Linked DNA regions of Mus musculus: regions 1 and 2 are each linked to region 3. A link is a contact called in public HiChIP or PLAC-seq and promoter capture Hi-C data. All regions are on one chromosome and are shown on one strand. Each heading gives the region's core, a stretch centred on a gene start, on an enhancer-like site or on the middle of the called end of the contact. The rest is flanking DNA. Distances are from core to core; before and after follow the strand shown.

Region 1 (4,159 bases), core at 750-3,249, 1.5 Mb before region 3:
CCCTTGTCCCCCTCTTCACCCCACCTCTGTGCTGTTTGTACCTCGGAAACAGCACTCTATGGATGTTGGGAGACTCAGCCTATGTTAGCCAAGATTCTCAGGGGCAGTCAGTTTCATTTTCCTGGTAAATAATTTTGTCTGCATGAATCCCCATAGTCTTATCTGTGCCCTTATCCACTCCCAGAGGAATTCCTGGAAAGACCAACAGCTCCAACAGCACTGTTAAGTGCATGGCAAGTCTCTGCAGAGAGATCATTACTGGATCACCATGAATCAATCAGCCATGAGCGAACCTAACACCTACCAGGATTGGCATTATTTACGGATAAAGAAGATAAAGGAGATGCGGAGAGACAACCTTTGCTCTTCGTGAGTTTATTATTTAGTCGGGAAAGCGTGATTAATGTCCATGAGGAAAGGAGTCAGACAAGAGGGAAATCAAGGTAGAGATGTGAGGAGGAGGTGGGTCCTGAAGAAACCCTGAAAGTGGAGAAGCATGAGTTATAGCCTCATATGGACCAAAGGCATCACTCAGTCTCTCCTGTGTTCTCCCTCCCAGGGTGTTAAGTGTCTGTGCTGGGGCATGCTGGCATATAGAAACAGCACTTGAGGGGATATATTCTGGAAGCTGGTAAAGAAACACTGGTCACTAATCAAGCAGGGCTGAGATAATATTCTCAACTGTTTCCTGTAAGATCCTAGAGGGATGACCATCTTGGCCAGAGGAGGTCTCACTGTGAACCAGGCCAGGCCAGATTTTTTTTGAAGGTTGCCTGGTTACTGGTGGGATACAAGGAGTGTCCAGGGACTCCCACTGCTGAAGATAGGCTTGGAAATTTCATTTGAAATTTTATTTGAAATTTTATTTGAAAAATAAAGGTGTGTGATACCTGAGTGTGTGTCTCTGTGTCTGTCTATCTGTCTCTGTTCTTGTCTCTCTGTCTCTGTCTCTGTCTCTGTCTCTCTCTGTGTGTGTGTGTGTGTGTGTGTGTGTGTGTGTGTGTGTGTGTGTATCTGACAGTCTGTGGCCTTTGTTTAAAAAAGTCTCCTGTTGTTAAAAATATTGAATATGCATGCATGTAACCTGTATATCAGCCAGCCTGTAGGTCTGCTCGAGTGATGGACAGTGCTTATGGCCCCTAGGAAGTACCCTCTGCATTCTTTGGTAGGTCTCTTAGGTTGCTTAATGTGTTCCATGCACTCATTTGCCAAAGTAGCTAACATAGGTACAGGCTCTCGTTTGCTTCCTGGTGTTTTTCAATTAGGACGTTAGGGGTGTCATGCCTTCTCAGTCAGCAGGGCCAGCTATAGAACGGAATGAGGCAAAGATGTAGGGTCCTCACTTAAAAGTATTATGGATCATTTTGGAACAGCTGAGTGGCCTTTTAAAAGAAGGAACTCGATGACTAAGCAGGTCACCTGCACAGAAGCTGGTGACCGCTAAACCCACCCCATGTTTAGAAAACATGGATATCTGGCCCAAAGCACCAAGCTTAGACTTTCAGGGGGCTCTAGCCACTTTGAGTGTAGGAATCCAAAGCCTTGGGGATCCCACCTGCTTGTTATTTCCTGGCGAGACCTCCAGGGTGGGTAGTAGTGAGTTTGTGAAATTACTCAACTCTTTCAAACCAGGCTGAAGCAGCTGCATCCTGGCTAACTTAACAAGGTCGCACTGAAATTAAGAGATGGATTTCATACCTCTGGGTAGCCTAAATGTAGGGAAGGGAGATTCTAGAGTTTGAAGAGCTAGAGGTAGGTGTGTGTGGTGTGTGTGTGTGTGTGTGTGTGTGTGTGTGTGTGTGTGTGTGTGTGTGTGTGTTTACCTGGGCTTCCTCAGTTCCTGCTCCCTCCGTCTCCTCTCTTCTCTCCCTTCCTTAAAGAATTCATCCTGTGGCCACTAGAGGGCTTTTCTTTTCACATGGTAGCTGCTGTGCAGTTTGTTCGGCTTTTTATTTATTCCTACGTGAGCAGACCCACTACACTTCTTGCATATAAACAGTGAAAATTACAATATAAAGGGCTTATTTTTTCCTTCGTTTGGAGTTATCTTGCTTCTGGTCAAAGGCTGGCTCGTTGTACAAGGAAGGGGCGGCATCTTCTGCAGGTAATTCCACTGCTTGGAGGTAAGAGATATGGGAAGGTTTGATTTTTTTTTGTTTTTTTTCTTTTTTCTTTTTTTTTTTAAATCGATGATCTTGTAGGAAAAAAATGCTGTTGTCTCTTGGACAGCAGTCTACTTTAAATCTTTGGTTTAAATGAGTGCTGAGACTGTGAGCTTGTGTGGGTGTGTGTGGTGAAAATCCACCATTGTCAGAACTGCAGGCTGCCCCAAACGCCTCGATCCGCAAGGCTTGTTATTCCCAGTGGCTTGATTTGAATTGGAAGAGGAGGAAATGCAAAGAGCGAACCTCAGAGGAGCTCAAGTTGCTGGAATTACCTCGAACGGGCTGCATTCTCTTAGGGTTTGTTTAAGGAAACTTCTCTGCCTTTTTTTTCTTTCTATCTTTAAATAATGAAAAAAGAGAGAGGGGTTTTCCATTCTTCATTGGAGAGTTTGACCATTTTATGAAATAAACCATTATTGTTTTATTAGGAATCAGTCAGTGTGTTAGAGTTCACAGATCAATCAAAGTCACTTTACCAGCTTGTTAATTTCTTTGTCCAGATCAGCATGTAGAAAAGCCCGGTTGGGTGCCTTTCACTAGGATTTGCATGCACTGTCATGGAAGTTTAGACAAGTCACTTGCATTTGCCTGTTAATCAAAAATTGACTGCTTTATCTTGAACCGGAAGCATCCTGATTTTTCTACCACAGCCTAGCTCACTTTGGTATCGATCCTTAGGTGATCACACAGATGTGACTAACAGACTCCCTGAAGTAGAACGAGCCACAGGCAGTAGGTTCATTAAAGGCTCTGTCATTTGAATTGAATAGCCATTCACGATTTCTCATGCAATGAAGGAGTAATGGAATCACTTAGTGCTTCTCTGACGGCTAGCCCCTTTCAAGATTGTCTTCAAAATGGCAAGTGTGTCTTGGCCCTCTCCCATTTTCACAAGTTTGAGACCAGACTTTCATACCTGCCGTATCTAAAATGCTTAGAGAAATTGGGGAAGGATGGTTGGGGTGACAATCAGACTATTTGCCCTGGCAGCCAACATAGCCCTAAGGTCGACTGCTGCTCCAACTTTATATCATTAAAAGTTCAAACTCCCATCCCCTCCAATGACCTAGAAAAGCCTTAATGTTGCATGGGGTTCTCGGGGAGTTGGGGGATTCCCTGCAATCTGAGCCAATTAGAACCCTCTTCTTTTTATTCCTGGCAGAAATTCTATAATCGACATATATTTACTACCACGGCATGAGGCAGCCACTCATCCATACCAAAGCAGCATGCCAGGTGCCCGGATAGGAAATTGCTTCTTAAAACAGAGTACCAGAGGGACTTGCATATTAAATTCCAGAGAGAAATTGAATCTGAGTCTCTGGCGCAAAGCAGGCAGAGTCACCTCGCTCTAATCGGGTGGTTTAAAATGTGGCTAATGAATCACAGCATGAAGAGACACAGTTTGAAACTAGGTCAAACGTGTAAAAATAAGTGCAATCATTGCAGGCACTTGGCTGATGAGGGGCTACTTAATGCTGGAGTGGAGGGGTATATTTGCCGCATAGGACCTTCTTCGGCTATCTGAGACAATCAAGTCCTTTAATTAATCCGGCTCATCACTACACTCAGAGGTCTCGCACATCTGGGAGAGAACTGAAGCTTTGAGGAAAAGGACAACCAGTCAGGCTCTCTTTACTATGTGCTGGTAAGGAAACAAGAGGAAACCGATAGTGTGTGAGCAACATAGCAGACGACTTCAGTTTTGGTAGGAACTCTCCCCAAATCATTACCCTGGCTCCTTTGTATTAAAAGTCTCTTCCATATCATATTATTATTGGAAATACTAATAGTTCTGCATACAACATTCAGTTTAACCATTCCTACTTAGCAACCTTTAATTCAAACACACATATGTAGGTACACACACTCACATACACACTCTAGAGCACACACACACACACACACACACACACACACACACAGAGTTGAGACTCTTGTGGTGCTAGAGTAAACTGTGGCAAAGAAGGCAAAGCAATCATTTGCTCTGCTTT
Region 2 (4,232 bases), core at 878-3,377, 1.8 Mb before region 3:
ATGTTTCTAGAACACTTCAGCCGGACACAGGAGATGTAAAACCTAAAATTATTGAGAAATCACCCTGGGGGTGGGAAAAGTCTAAGGCCTGAGACAAGTTTTGGCTTTGATCATCTGTGTTCTCTCTCTCTCTCTCTCTCTCTCTCTCTCTCTCTCTCCCTGGTGATTTATCTGAGGTATGGACCTGCGGTCCAATGGTCAAGGGACACATTGGAAAAGACATTTCAGATCAGCAACTCACTAGCTTTTTGTAGGCTGTAATCCATAAACTGTCCCTTATGCATAAAGGGACACTGTCCAAGCATGGCAAACAGGCCTGGAGTGAATCCTAACTCCATTCTGGGCATTGACAAAGCATGCAGACCCCAGAGGAGACAAATGACAAGGGACAGTGACTCTGGACTCAGGTACATTCTGGATAAGACTGGGATGTGCTCATGGAGGTGCTTAGGGAGCAAGCAGGTGCTTCTCTACTCTGACTTCATGGCTCCCTTCTGTGCAGTTGGAATAATACCTATGCTAACCATAGGGAGGGGTGGTATAAAGGTCTCAGCACATGTCCTGACACACTGGAGGGGCTTTCTGTGCCCTTGCACCTCTACTATGTTCATTGTCATTGTCCTGGTCACCCTGAGTTGGGTGAGTAATATTAAAAACAGGACACCTTCTCCCCCCCCACACACACATATACACACACACACACAATTTATTGCTTTGGTTTTAAAGGATGATCTGCAATATTCCTTTTCCTAGAATTTCTCTATTTTGACATTGATTGATTGATTGGTTATTTGATTGATTGGTTATTTGATTGACTGGGGTCCAGAATTCTCACCTATCCACTCCACTCTCCAAGCTTATACATAAAGCCTAGGTTCATTCCATGATGCCTTCTTTACTCTCCATTTTCAATTGGCTGCCATGCTGCTGATTTGAAAGATGAAATAATGTCTCTCACTGAGAAGGGAGCTTTGGAGCAGCAGGGCAGTGGTCCATTGAGCGTCAGCCACAGTTGAGCTTTATGTAACATACCTGGGCATTTCCTGCAGATCAGCAGCATGGAGCATGTTTCAGGGACTGGGCCTGGCACTGCATCTGCATCTGCATCTCATTTAAGCTCACAATCAGGTACTGAGACAGCTGCTAGAGGCAGCAGGGCTTCCTGTAGTCTATAGAAAATGGAAAGCACACATGACTAAAGCTACCCTTGACAAACCTTCAGGAACAGCACCTCACGTACCAATGGTGCGCTATTCAAGCATTGGAACAGAGAACTAGGTGTGTGTGTGTGTGTGTGTGTGTGTGTGTGTGTGTGTGTGTGCATTTCCATATGTGCACTCATGTATGTGCACATACAGATGGAATCCTGGCTAACCTGCGTTTGCAGGTTGCCTTATGCACCAATGCTTTAACCTCAGGTCACACTCACTGCCAATGGTTGTATCAGTCTGTGAGAAGTGTATAGAGTCTGAGACTGGAGGAGGAAGCAACAGATCCCCCTCTCCCATCTCCAGGCATTATATATACTCTTTGCCTAGGCATATGGTAGAATCAAAAGCAAATGCCATATATGGAAGAAACAATGGTAGACAGAATATAAGACAAAAAAAGCACAGCGTATAGAAGGTGTGCCATCAATAGCAACAATTCTTTAAACTTTTTATCTTTACATTTGCCTAGCAAATGCATTAAAGTTTTATGTGTATAACCCCTTTGTTTCCCTGCCTTGCAGATATGGAAACTGTCTGCCTAGACTGTCATTTCATGCTCAAAGCTACAGTGCATAAACATTCCTATCAGAAATGGAGCTGTTCCTCTGACCTGTAGCATTATTACCTCTCCTGGCTGCTAAGGAGCCAGGCTTCATAACACCAAGAAGCAGCTGAAGGCCACACTGCTTTCAATAAGAACAAACTGGTGGGGAAGGAGGTCAGAAAACATTGAGAGACTATCTTCCTTCTCCCACAGTTCACTAGTGGATGAAATTATAGATAATTTTAAGGAACTGTCAAAAGAGATCCTTATCTGCAAAGAGTCAGCCAAGCACAAATATGGTGCCCAGCTTTGAGTGTCTGTAATACTAATGGGAAAAAAAATACTTGAACTGACACTGGAGTTTAAGCCCCCTTTGTTCCTCTTCCTGCTTGGCTGGGGTGTCTGGGCCAGTGGGGAATTAACAATCTCTCTCTCTCTCTCTCTCTCTCTCTCTCTCTCTCTCTCTCTCTCTCTCTCTCTCCCCTCTCTCTCTCTCTGCATTATGAACCCCCAGAGCTGTCCTTCCTTGTTTACTTATTTAGAAGTCAGCAGAGGAAGTGGTAAAGGAAACTAGCTGAGTCGTTTTCTGAGAAGAGACCATATTTGTTCACAGGGGAAGCCGCTGCTTTTGGGGATCTGGCTACAGCAGAAAAGAGTCCTCTTCAACAAGGGTGTTCCTGAGAGCATCTGGGAATCAGAAGAGCCAAGGACACCTCAGAGCTCTGGATCTGGGCTTTTCCCCTGTTCATGGCTGCATCGCCTCTCCTCAGTTTGTGAGCCTCTCCCTGTAGAGCAGCCATGGCCTTGAAGAATGTCCCGTTTCGCTCAGAGGTCCTAGCCTGGAACTCAGACAACCTCGCTGACTATTTCAGGAAGGTGGGTCTTTCCCTCTTGTGCCTTTGGTTGGTCTGGTATGTCTTTGGTTGGGTGGGCAGAGACAGGAGGTGGACTGTGGACAGTATGTGGAAGGTGTATGGTATAGTGGTAGATATAGGAGACAGACAGACATTGCTTTCTTGGTAACGTGTCCTGTAGAGAAAGATAGGGGGGAGGGCCCTCAGCTACACAAGTCCCTAGACACACTGCCTGTACTTCCAGTGCTCTACAGACTGTGTCTTGTCAGACACAACCCACTGTCATGGGAGATCCGTGTTGACATACTAACAATCTGCATTGACAGTGTTGCGTTGTAACAACATCATTATTTTGCTCAGCTGAAAAGTCAGCTCGGGGAGTTGAAGCGTTCCAAAGCTCTTGAGTCTTCTGCAATCAGGTTAGATTGGAGTCTTGCCTATTTAGCCTTAAAGCACATGCTCTGAGCTGCAGAGGCTTACTGTGGTAAAGGCTACTTACTAGAAAGGGAGAGATGGGGTAGGAAAATGAACAGGCAGGGCAGGAGGTTAGAACAGAGAGCTGGATGAACACTGGTGTTTTGACATCTGTTGTTCATGATCCTGGAAGAAGGCTAGAGTCTCTTTATTGGCCAGAGCCTCACTGGAGTTTTATGAGAATCCTGGAAAGCTGTCCAGAAAACAGACATAAGCCCCAGGATAGTTAGGGACGTAGAAGACAAGTTCAGCAGACTTAGAAGTCAGGCTGGACCAGAGTTCTGCTGTCCTGATTTCCAGGATAGGAGGAGATAGGCAAGATCCTTGTTAACAGCTAACTGTGACCACATGTCTGCTTAGGCATATCCCAAGTCATTAAACTCTTCTTAGGCACCCATGCCAAGGAGGTAAGAACTCTTATGACATGAGCTTCTATTGTTCATATTCCTGTAGGCTGGCTTCAAATTCCACTGATATTCCAGTGATGAAGACAATGTCCTAAAGCTGAGACCATATAAGTCATCTACTTTGGCTTCTATTTTTCTAAAGAAATAGACCCAAGGATAGGCTCTAACCTGTAATCTATACAGTGGTTCCTTCCCAACCTACAGTAGAAAATGTGAGCACTTTGTACTGGGTGTGGCATGGCAGGAACACTGCGCACAGATCCAACCATTTGCCATCTTTTGTGAATCTCACTTTGGTTACTTTCCTCCCATAAGGTCATTACAAACTTTCAACACTGTGGGTGGAAATGTCATTGGGCAATTGACTTTTGAGGCATGTTTTTGAAATACTTTTCTCAACTAGAAACCAAGTAAGTTAACGCAGAAAGGCACAGTTTGCCTTAGGGTTGGGCCATTCTGACTTCTACCCAGCTTTGGAGTCAGACACGCCTTGGTTTAAACGTGACCTTTCCAGCTAGCTTGGGGACTTTTTTTTTTTTTTTGCTTCTCTATATCTAAACTTCCTAATCAGTGAAAGAGAGCCATGAACAGTAACTAAGCAGATGAGATGGCGGTGAGGTGGAAAGGAAATGCGTGGGAGACATTGAGCTCCAGGTTCTATTGAATCTTTGTCCTGCTCTTCTAAACCACACATGATGTGGAAGCTCAGACAGCCTGGGGAGACTATGTCATATTGCCTCAA
Region 3 (4,529 bases), core at 1,880-4,379:
ATGACATTCAGTTTTGGAGTCTGGACTGCTGGGGCTTGATTTCTGTCTGTGAACCTTTTGGGTGATAGGAGAAGTCTTATGTGAGACCTCTCTCTTGCAGCATCAGCTCTCTCAATTGCCTATGACTTTCCCTGGGTTTTGGTGTACGGGTGAGGCATGTCATTTTATCCTTTTGCTGTTCAAGGAGGTATGCCCTGGAGCAAAGAAGACCACGCCAGATCTTTCCCTCAGCACGTATTTAGGTGTCTTCATTCCATTTAAAAGTTATTGTATATGTGTGTGCGCATCCCCATGTGCTGTGCATGCTCTGGGGGTCCGAGGACAACGTGGGGGAGCTGGTTTATACCTCTTCCCATGTGGGTCCTGGAGATTGAACTCGGGTCATCAGGGTTGGCAGCAAGCTCCTTCACCTGCTGAGCCATCTTGCCAGCCCCACCCTGAGTTCACCATGAAGAAGTCAAACCCCTCTCCAAACGCTGCATTGCTAGATTACTTGTGGATGACCTTGGCATTGGGGCTTGGGGGAGTGAATGAGCGCGTTTAAGATTCACTTGGAGCTTTGAGGCGGGGGTACTAAAGTTTTGTGGCCATTGCTTGCTCTCCTACTCATTTGTAATTTTACTTATGACGTATTTTATTATGCAGTCCAGATTAACCTAAAATTCAAACTTTCTGCTTTGGCCTTCCAGGGTTAGGATGGGTTAGTTCTGAGAGCCAGCATCCAATGTTACTGAGTCCAGAATCCCCTTCCAAGAGGGAAGTCTCTTTATTGGTTGTTCTGGAGACCATTAGTGATACCCTCTTGGGTATGTCAGACCCAGCACCCCATCTGTCTCCCTGCCTTCTGCTGCTGTTATGGAAACCTAGAAAGATCCCAAGGAGAGGAGGAGAGAGAACAGGAGGCCTCAGATTCCTACTTCTGTGTGCGTGTCAGGTGGGAAAGGGCAGAGCCAAGACAGCACGAGGGATACCAAAAGGTGGCAACAAGATTCTCCCTCCTCTGTAAGTCTGGGCAACTGGTATTCACCTCGGGAAGCCCACTGCTTCACAAAGAACATGGAAATTGTAACAAAGCCACCGTAGAGCTGGAGAGATGATTAAATGTCACAAGGACTGCAGAAAAATGAAGAAAACAAAACAAACCATTGTGGCTGATAATCTGGGTTTGAGTTGGTTTACATCTACTTCTTGCATACTCCGGAAGTAGAGGCAGGAGGATTAAGCTCGGCCAGGGCTACAAAAGAAGATGGCATTTCAGAAAACAGACACACAGGGAAGAGCCTAGCTTTGAGTCAGGTTGAATAGGTCAGCATCCAATAGTCTTCCCTGGACTCAGCCTTGACCACCCCCACCCCCGCCCCCAAAACAAAACAAAACAAAAAAACCCCAGTGCCTTCGTATTTCCCCCAAGAAATACTTTAAAGATCACTAGCGGGCTCTCCTATCCTTGTTCCTGTGATTAAAAGACACGTGTAAAAATGGGACCCTGTGGAGACCAGGCCTGGGGTGACTGGAATAGACACCACTCCCATGTTGTTCCTTGAAGGGGCCCTATACCTCTGTATTAGGCCACCAAGGCTGGAGAGCGACTGGTGCAGCTGCAAAACCCACTCTGGCCTCAACTGTACACTTGGGAATTGTTTATTTTATTAAATAGAAAAACAACGCACTAGGACAGGCACAAAGACACAGTCTTGTGGCAGCGCGGGGGCACCTTCCCTGGTTTCTGCTGCTGCTACTTGCTCTTGGGTGGGGGCCGATAGACCCCGACGACGACGGCGTGGTCCCTTTCGTAGGGCTCCAGAGTCAGCTGCTCCTGTGGCTTCAAGTTCTCCTGTTGCAGCTTCCTCACCTCAGAAGCAAACACGGCCTCGGCAGACGCTGTGGAGTCGATGCAGTTGGCCTTGATGGAAATGAGAAAGTGGCCTCCGTTGCGCAGAAAGGTGTGGGCGTTAAGCGCCACGATGCGCGACTGATCTGGCTGGGCCACATCGGCGAAGATCACGTCCACCATGCCAATGAGCATGCGATACTTGAGCGGGTGCCGGGCATCTTCCAGCACCGGGATGATGTTGGTGCGCTTCTTGGCCACGTTGACCAGATCGCGGCCGGCGCGATGGGAGAATTCAACCGCATAGACCAGGCCGTCGGGGCCGATGATGTCGGAGACGTGTGAGACAGTGGTTCCGGAGGCGGCGCCCAGGTACAACACTTTGGACTTGGGCTTGATGTGGATCTGGTCCACGCCGCCCAGGATGGCCGCTGCCAATTTGGAGCGGAAGGGATTCCACGTGCGGTACTCCTGTTTCTCCCCGTTCTCCATCACGGTGACGCGCTTCTCGCCGTACACCGAGACTCCAGGCACCATGTTCAGTGTGACCAGAGCATCCTCCGCGCCGCGGTAGATGAACACGCCCTCGTGCCGATGCGGCTCCACCGACACCGTGATGCCCTTCTTGCGGCGGTTCTTGTTCTTGCCTGGACCGCCGCGTCGCTGCCTGTCGCCGCCGCCGCCCCCGCCGCCCCCGCCGCCGCCTCGTCCCCGGCCCCGGCCGCCGCCGCTGGAGCCGCGTGTGCGTGCCCCGAAGCCGCCTTTGGTCCCTGAGCCCGTGTCACCTCCCTTGCTGCCTCCCTTGCCGCCACCCCAGCCCCAGCCGCCGCGGCCGCCCGCGGGTTTCATGGCCCCCGCAGCTCTCAGGAACTGCCGCGGTGGTCGGGGATCGCGAGGGACCCGGGCGGTTGCTGCGGAATGGGGACAAATTGTTGGCGGCGGCTGCCCGCAGGATTAGCCGCAGCGGGATGCAGGGGGCCGCGGTGCGCACATCCCCGGATCCACGCTTTGACGCGGTGACTTGCGTGATTGCATCACAGCCGTTTTGTAGCCCCTGTAGCCCCGGAAGCCCCCCTGCACCAGCTGCGCGCAGACACAGCCTGCTCACTTGTAACCCTTTGCCTTCTCTCGAGTCTGCTGGTATTTATTCTCTGCTTTCCCAGGGACTCCAGCTTCTTTCCCTGGATCTCGCAGTGGCCAAGCGTCTCTGTGGCAGAGAGATGGGAAGCGCGCATCCACTAGTCCTTGAGTTTCTTAGTTTCTTGCTCTCCCGTGTGTCAGCAGGAAACCTATGTGTAACCTAAATCATATGGCACTTACTTCAGAAAAAAAAAAAAAAAGGAAATTACTTCGATGTTTCGTCTGTGCTTTAAAAACCATTCTTTCATCCAAACCTTGAGGAACTGGAGGAAGAAATGGGCAGCACCGCGGATAGAAACCCAGACGTCCCTACATAGGCTTTAGCGTCCAGTCAGCACCAGGGACAGCTACCTCAAACACGTCTCTTCTGACCACTATTGGTGGCTTTGGGGCCAAGCTGGACTTCTGTGTAGCTGATCTAAGCACATGTCTGACCTCCCTGTTAGTGGAATTAAGTGCCAAGTCCAGGGAGATGGTGTTGGGCCCCCAAGGGCCCAAGTGTTGAGAACGCGACCCCCAGAAACACACAGCTTGACGGCAGAACGCTGCAACAATGACAAGAGGTTTTTATTCTAACGTGCGTGGAATAAAACCATGGGGGGGGGGGGCGTTGCTCAGCCTCGCAGGGAGAGTAAACCCCGATTGTCAAAAGTACATCTTTTTTATAATCTTTGAAAGGGGGGCACCTCACAGTGATATCATTATTGGCTAGCAAAGCAATAGTGTATTTTTAATTTTAGTGATCAGCTGTTGATGTGCCAGAAAACTTCGTCAGCAAGGTTAGGACAGTATGTGGTTTATTGTGGAATTCAAACTGAGGCAGGATTTCCAAGGACTGTTATCTGTGTTATAGCTAATTTTTGAGAACTGCTAATCTTGCTCTGGTCAACTGTGGTCATCATGACCTCTTAGTCAGTCCTCTCAGATGGGGAAGGGCCCGGGTGGTATTGAACTATTGAACTTGCTTATATTGGCAGGGAAAGGGAAAATTCCTCAAGCAGCAGGGGGAAGGGAAAAGCTTTTGCAAATAGCTTTGGTGCACATTAGCCAAGCTAAAAACTATATTTCTTCAGTGGAATGCACCTAAGAACTAGAACATGACACAGGGAGAGGATATTAACTCCCCATATGTGCACACATTAATCTCCTCTCCTGTCTCACATCCACAGACAGCAATGGCAGGGCTGTTCACCCCTGAGTATTATAAGACTTTCTTGATGAGGGCCACAAGTCTGCATGAGGATATAGAGAAGGTGGCAGAGGAAGAAATGCAGGATTCCTGTGATAGCTTGTTCGTGGGAAACACTCTAATTACAATTTGAAGAGTATTCTCTAAAATGAGTTACATTTGCTGTCTTGGTTGTGTTTCCACCAATCAGACCTTGTAATGACTAGTTTTTGCATATATTTGAATTGGCCATGGGATGCTCAGATACTTAATCAAATATTATTCTGGTTGTTTCTGGGCAGTGATTGGATGAGGTTATCATTTACATTTGTCAAGTAAAACAGATTGTCCTGCATTGTGTGGGTAAGTTTCATTTGATCAGTTGAAGCC

The links. Promoter capture Hi-C pulls out the DNA fragments that hold promoters and counts their contacts. HiChIP or PLAC-seq counts read pairs in DNA pulled down with a chosen protein or histone mark.
Region 1: a contact with region 3 is called in a promoter capture Hi-C map of embryonic stem cells, with 2.5 times the contacts expected there. The contact joins the promoter of Insyn2b here to the promoter of Fbll1 in region 3. A contact is called at or near these places in 4 of 39 promoter capture datasets (embryonic stem cells, frontonasal cranial neural crest, hippocampal neurons and 1 more).
Region 2: an H3K27ac HiChIP or PLAC-seq map of double positive thymocytes shows a contact between it and region 3, with 8 times the contacts expected there. The contact joins the promoter of Lcp2 here to the promoter of Fbll1 in region 3. A contact is called at or near these places in 1 of 39 promoter capture datasets (pre-B cells) and 1 of 115 datasets of contacts at active chromatin or transcription factors (double positive thymocytes).

Annotation. Positions count from the first base shown.
Region 1 is chr11:34,312,823-34,316,981 of GRCm38.p6, forward strand. It overlaps Insyn2b (inhibitory synaptic factor family member 2B), which reads left to right and starts at 2,000. Exons shown (of 4, transcript NM_001025382.2): 1 at 2,000-2,123. All of the region lies in intron 27 of Dock2 (dedicator of cyto-kinesis 2), which reads right to left.
Region 2 is chr11:34,044,801-34,049,032 of GRCm38.p6, forward strand. Lcp2 (lymphocyte cytosolic protein 2) reads left to right here and starts at 2,128. Exons shown (of 21, transcript NM_010696.4): 1 at 2,128-2,631. The coding sequence starts at 2,554. All of the region lies in intron 4 of 4930469K13Rik (RIKEN cDNA 4930469K13 gene), which reads right to left.
Region 3 is chr11:35,795,755-35,800,283 of GRCm38.p6, forward strand. Fbll1 (fibrillarin-like 1) reads right to left here and starts at 3,130. Exons shown (of 1, transcript NM_001004147.3): 1 at 1,626-3,130. The coding sequence starts at 2,680. The coding sequence ends at 1,736.